2 separate regions of the Sus scrofa genome follow, and region 1 is linked to region 2. A link is a contact called in public Hi-C data. All regions are on one chromosome and are shown on one strand. The core of a region is the stretch at or near the end of the contact, and the rest is flanking DNA. Distances in the headings are between cores, read along the strand shown.

What was found. A called contact is a pair of places that touch in the nucleus more often than the background predicts.
Region 1: a contact with region 2 is called in a Hi-C map of liver, with 4 times the contacts expected there. The contact joins the enhancer-like site here to the promoter of LRRK1 in region 2. A contact is called at or near these places in 15 of 47 Hi-C or Micro-C datasets (adipocytes, alveolar macrophages, blood and 9 more) and 2 of 2 datasets of contacts at active chromatin or transcription factors (alveolar macrophages and skeletal muscle).

What each region holds. Positions count from the first base shown.
Region 1 is chr1:139,557,440-139,560,644 of Sscrofa11.1, reverse strand. The region is part of intron 6 of LRRK1 (leucine-rich repeat serine/threonine-protein kinase 1); the gene reads right to left. Among named protein-coding and RNA genes, the nearest start is that of LRRK1, 65 kb to the right of the region's middle. Within about 2 kb of position 1,669, at least 26 of the 83 cell types and tissues checked have an H3K27ac peak or open chromatin away from gene starts, as enhancers often do. A contact at or near this core is called in alveolar macrophages, liver, mesenteric adipose tissue and 3 more, where this site is marked.
Region 2 is chr1:139,492,400-139,495,606 of Sscrofa11.1, reverse strand. It overlaps LRRK1 (leucine-rich repeat serine/threonine-protein kinase 1), which reads right to left and starts at 1,481. Exons shown (of 34, transcript XM_021098586.1): 1 at 1,158-1,481.

The DNA.
Region 1 (3,205 bases), core at 420-2,919, 65 kb before region 2:
GCTGTAGCTGCCACACTACACCACAGCCACAGCAATGCCAGATCTGAGCTGTGTCTGCAACCTACACCACAGCTGTGGTGACACTGGATCCTTAACCCACTGAGGGAAGACAGGGATTGAACAGTGTGTCCTCATGGAAACTAGTCAGATTCATTTTCCGCTGAGCCACGATGAGAACACCACCATTTACTTTTATAAGTGGAATAAATGTACTTTTTAAAAATATATTCTGATGAGTTTTCAATGCTTATCTGGAATTTATCTGCATTTTATGAGTGTACTTGTCTATGTCTATACCAAAATTCCAATGATATTTAATAATGTTTCCTTTTTTCTCTTATTCTTTCCTTATTGTGTTTTCTAGTTTGTTACATAAGTTCAAGGAATAGTTTTAGTATTTCTGCGTCTCTGTGAATCATTTCCCCCATTTTAAACTAAATACAAGTGGTTTATAGAACTGCTTTGTATGTCTGCCCATCTAGTGGTACAGCCCGCTATGAACACCCACCTCAAGTGACCCAACTATCCATTCTCAAGTTCTGAGACACACTTACCACGTAGACAGTGTCACAGTAGTTTATTCCGTAGGCTTCCACAGGGAAAATGTATGAACAAGAGTGAGACAGCACTGCCCACTCTAAGGGGGTATGAGGAGCTGAGAAGTTGCAAGGTATAGAAGCAGAAATGCTGAATAAGACTTTGTACCAAAAATTAGGCCTAACCTGGGATGAGGGTGTCCCCCAGAGGCCTTAGTGTCCCTCAGGAAAGGTGACCTGCTCACAGTGGAAGCAGCCTCTGATCAGCTGCACAAAGACCCTAGAAAAGGCTGAGCCGCCAAACAGGCTATAGCCGACCCTTTCTGAGCGTTTGCTCATGCAGATCCTTAGACCCACCAGATCCCTCCAAGAGAGAAGGGCCACTTCAGCTCCTGAAATGTGCAGCCAGGACGTTTGTGCTTGGGCACAGATGGAGGCAACTGAATGGCCAGTCCCCAGGAATGTTTAAGGTACATCATAAGCCAGAGCTGATCCAAAAAGTGACAACAACAACAGTAATAGTAATACTGGTAATAAATGATCCTCTCCAGGTTCACTGCAGATTTGAAATCATGAGGGACTTTTAAAGGAAATGAAAACTTCCCAACTGGGTTGTTTCAAAATCAATAACACTCCCAACAACCCAGAGAGCCCTCTGGACCCGCCCTCTAACCACTGAGTGGGATGAACACAGTGCTTAGTCCAGGCCCTGCCTAGGCCTCTCCTGGCCTCTCTCTTTTCCTGCTCCTTTCCGGGTGTGCCAACATCAAAGCATTATTTCTCATGGCAACAAAGCAAACAGTGACAGGACGGTCACCAACACAGGCTGTCTCATTAAACGTTCAGGCAAGGGTGGGGCAGCTTTCCAGAGGGGCACCCATAAGCCAGAGCCAGACGTGGCTTTGGCAGGTCTGACTTGGCTTCACTTCGGCTCTTTTAAAAGTGTGTCCAGACCGTGTGGCTTGAGCTCTCAGACTTTCCTTTCCAAACACCATCAGAACCTAACTCAGCAGCCTGCCTGCTGCCAGTGGAAAGTCTATGTGGGCTTCTCGGCTGTTCCCTGTTCCCAGGCAGAGGCAGGTGCTGGCAGCCTTGAGGCCAAGGTTGTGCTTGACACAGAGGCGTGGTGAACCTTAACTGCCCTGGCTTCCACGGAGGTAGCAATTACATAAAAAAAAAAAAAAAAAATACTGACTAGCTGGTGGGGGAAGCAGAACACAAATACAGGAAAAAACAAGATGACTGCTTCATCAAGGTCACTGCTGCGAATGCCAGCGGCCAAGGAAGTTTTCAGGCTGGGCACACACAGCAGCAAAGCACCCTTTTTTTGCCTACCCTTGTCTAATATTCTGACCCAAAATTCCAGTTCAATCCCACCACACACCAGGAAAGGTCGGTTCACTTACCTCTGGCTCCTGGGCCATGGTTCCTGACTACTGGACCCCTCTCTTCTGCCAGCAGCACTGAAGGAAAGTGCTATGACAGGTTGGAGATGACAGCAGCCAGACACATCCACTGCAAGGTCCTTGACTTTGAAATTCACTTGAATTTAAAAAAAAAAAAAAAAAAAAGGACCACCTGCTTTGGGGAAGCCCAAGGAGTCCTTATGACTCAGGCTGCACTTTCATTTCATTTTCTCTTCCAATTCTACCCAAAAAGGCCAAGGAGAAGAAAAGCAACATTGTCTTTTCCTTGTCTTCTCATTTGCAGAATGCAATAACCACTTCCACACTCTATCCCTGTCTTGGCAAACTAGTAGGAGTTGCCCGTAGAAAGATCACAGACACAGATGTCAAGCATTTCTGCTTTTTGTTTTTTTTTTTTTTTGCTTTTACGGCCACACCTGTGGCATATGAACGTTCCCAGGGTAGGGAACGAGTCAGAGCTATAGCTTGCTGGCCACAACCACAGCCATAGCAATACCTGATCTAAGCTGTGTCTATAACCTATACCACAGCTCATGGCAACATGGGATCCTTAACCCATTGATTGAGGCCTGAGACGGAACCCGCATCTCATGGATACTGGCTGGGTTCATAACCTCTTGAGCCACAATGGGAACTCCCAATCATTCCTGCTTTTAGCATGAAAGCCAAGACAATGAAAGTGACTGTCTTACAACCTAGGGTGCACCCTGGAATCACCTGGGGAGTTTTTAAAGCTTCTGATTTGGGCACTATCCCAGAGATTCAGATTTAGTTAGTGTATTGTGTGGCCTGATCATTGGGATTTTTCTAAAAGCCCCCAGGGATTCCAGCTACAGAAAAGTGTGAGAACCATGAAAGAGCTGAGAGGTACAGTTCAGGAATCATGAAATGAGAAAATCCCTTAGTTAAGAAGACTCAGGTTCTGGTCTGAGCATCACTTTTTGTTCTTGGACAAGTAACAGAAAGTCTCTAAACCTCAATATTTTCATCTGTTAAACAGATTATATTTCTTGTAGTTCTTACTGAAGTACTGAATGGATCAAATATGCTAAGTGCTGGGAAAGACACCAAACACTATATACGTGTAGGGTTAGATGATCACTATTTCCTTTTGAAGTGTGAAGTTGGTATCTAATTAATGTTTATTAAGCAGTTATTATGCTCCAGGCCTTGTGTTAAGTGCAGAGCTGGCTTCCGAGCTGGATACTATAATTATCTCTGTTTATAACTGAAACCAGTCAA
Region 2 (3,207 bases), core at 232-2,731:
AGAGATGCTGGTGGCTTGGACTAGAGTGGGCCATAAAAAGGAAGGGGATGGACCCCACACACCTTTGAGACCCAACAGGACTTGCTAACCATTGAATTCAAGGAATGAGGAGTTGGGACAAGGGACGACTCCTAGGTTTTTGATCTGAGCAACTGTGCCTACTACCTTTAGTATGAGGCCACCCCCTGAGATGTGGAGGCTTGGGGCAGGGCCCCCAAAACCTTCTGCAGGACAAATTAGGTGTGAGGTTTGTATGTTTCTAACTTTTTTATTCTTCCGGGGCATAAACAAAGATAATGAAGCCAAACGACCAAAGGAGGGGAATGTTAACATTTTTCCAAATCCTGCATATTCTAGTTGTCCCCTTAAGGCCCAGGGGAATTTGGACACAATAAGTGACAAAGTCTGAAAATGGTGTGTTTGGTGAGAGGCTCACCAAAAACAAACTACAGGCTCCCGTATCTCTCCTTCTCAGACCCCTGCAGGGGGATGTGCTCCTGAGAGAAAAGCTTCTTGACCTCAAACAAAGAGGGGCTGGTCGAGCCCAGCACAGAAGTCGCCCAATTATTCGTTATCATATCCCTCCGACCCCCAGCCTTCCTCGGCAGCCTTCCTCGGCTGCCTTCCTCGGCTCCCTTCCTCATTCCACCACATCCGCGCTCATCTCCTGCGCCTCTGCCGGGAGGTCGCCGCAGAGACCGCCAAGGTGGTGGCGGGGTTTTATCCGCACCGCCGGAGATCCGACCCTCAGGCCAGAAGAGGGCCTCAGCCTGAGGGTGGGATGAAGATGCGCCGGCCGTCGCGCACCAGGCCGTCGGGGCAGGGAGCTGCTGCTTCCCCACACCCCCGCGCTCACACTCAGCTTACACTCTCGCTCACAAGCACATTCACTCTCAGGCTCACACAACGCACACGCGCTCTCACGGCCACTCCGACTTGAAGGAAGCGAGTTTTTCCAAAGGCGGAGGGAGAAGTACTCCTTGCTCGAGTCTGCTCTCCCTGCCCGGGCCCCGTCCCGGGGGGTCTCGGGTTCCCCGCCTGGGCCTCGTGCCCCGTGAGCGCGGCGGCAGGCGGCGGGGCCATGAGCCCTGGGGTCGCCCTGCGCCCGGGGCCTGGCGGCGGGTCCCCTGGCGGGGCGCGGGCCCGGCGGCGCTTACCTGAGGCGGCCGGCGCCTTGGACTCTGCGCTGAGCGCGGGCGGGGAGGAAGACGGCGGATCCGGGCCGGGCCGCCCCTCTGCCCTCCGCCCCTGCGCCTCTGGCCGCTCGCGGGGCCGGGCCAGACACACACTTCCTCAATCCTGAGGAGGGCGGGCGGCAGGCGGCGCGAAGGGTGCGTAGCGAGGGTCGGAGCGGCGGCGTTGCCAAGGAACTGGTTCGGGGAGCACCCCCACCACCACCTCCCCGACCTCCCGCCTCAGTTTCCCTGCTGCAAATCCCAGGCGATCGCGCTCATTGCTCCTGGCCCGGAGGCCCCCCGGCCCTTCCCGCTTTGGGACATCCTGCTTTCCACGCGGGGCGGGCGCGGCGCTGAGAGTGGTCGTTCTCTGCTCAACCCAGCTTCCCCTGCCCCTCTGATCCGCTCCGCTGCAAAATCCGCTGATGAACCTCTGACTCATATATGTAGATCGTATACTCTGGCAGTAAATATGGAAAAGACGGGAATATTCATTTGTGTAAAACTATAGAGCAGACTAGAAATGTGTAACTTTAAAGCTTTAATAGTTTTCAAACTGCACCCCTTCTACCACATGAATTTACTAATGTAATTATGGATGTATACAAATATGTCACTGTTTGGTGAATCATTTTAAATTGCCTGGGGTTATTTTTGAGGGGGGAGGTGGTAGATAAACATTGGGGCATATAGGCAGTTTATTATGTTTCAAGCTACCTTAACTATGTTCCCACCAGTGAGGCCATTGTACAAACGCAGAGCATAAAGATGTATGTCCATGCTTGCAGACAGGCATGGATTTGGCTCCATGTGCCCACCGGGTAAAGAGAAGCCGGTTTGGAAAAAAGCAGATGATTCTTCACCCTGGCAGGACCTGCCTCCTAGGCTCCTCTCACGTAGTGTTACGACTAGAACATTCCCAGGATTTACCCCAAGGCACAAAGACAAATTGCCACCACCCTTACTTCCATTTCACAAAAGCCAGGCAGCTGCAGGGCCATCACGTCACCTCGCGGAAACCCAGGACTGTGGCCCCTCGGACAAGCTCCTTGGGCCCCTCTTTGGCGAGGGGACCGCCGGGCAGCTTTGCTTTACTCCCAAGAGGTTGTCCCTCTAATTCTCCTGGACTGGACGCCCTTTCAAAAGGGTGGGTGCAGTTTTGCAATCCTACCCTCATCACCGCGGTTCTAATTCCAGTATGCAAAAGGCGTTAATATGATTGCTACCGAAAAGTCCCTAATAATTTGCAAGGCGTGGCGTCCACGGTGTTGAGTGAGCCCGCGAATCTCCACAAAGCGCCCCAAGGGCGCGCGGCCCTGCCATCTAGCGGCACCGTGAGGAAGTGCATGCCCAGTGCTTGAGCAGACAACTAGTGGACGTGGCCAATGGGGGGGGGGCAGCAATTCAATTTCCCTTTTAAGTAAGCCTGGGAACCGTCTTGGAAATGTCTCCACTGTAGAAAACCGTTGGGATAGTCTACACACAGGGGGCTTGTTTCAAGCTGATTATATACCAGCATTTAACTCCATCCGTTAGGCGTGTGTTAGTTACAGGTTTACAGGGGGCCATTGCTAGGTCAGTTAAGATTTCCACTGCTTTTTTTTTTTGGCCTTGCCTGGGGAATGGGAAAGTTCCAGTGCCAGGGTTGGAATCTGTGGCACAGCAGTGACCAGAGCCATAGCAGTGACACTAGATCCCTAATCCACTAGGCCACCAAGGAACTTCATCTTTCTGCTTCTTCTTGACCCTCGCTAACCACAGTCCCCCTAGCTTTTGTTCCACATTGGAATTCTCAGCATCTCATGTTGGAATGACCCCTCCTAAAGTGGGGTCAGTTGGAAGCTACCTCCTTCATCTTCCCTTTCTGCCTTCTGCCCTTTCTGAAGGTGTAGTGACCGACAACCCCCTCTGCTCTTCCAGTTGCCTTTCCTTCAGCTGGGTATTCAGTTTGCGCAGACATTTCTCCTCAGACACTTTTTCCAAATATCCCTCATTGCTCACCTTCAAGCTCAAGTCACCACATGCTAGGCGC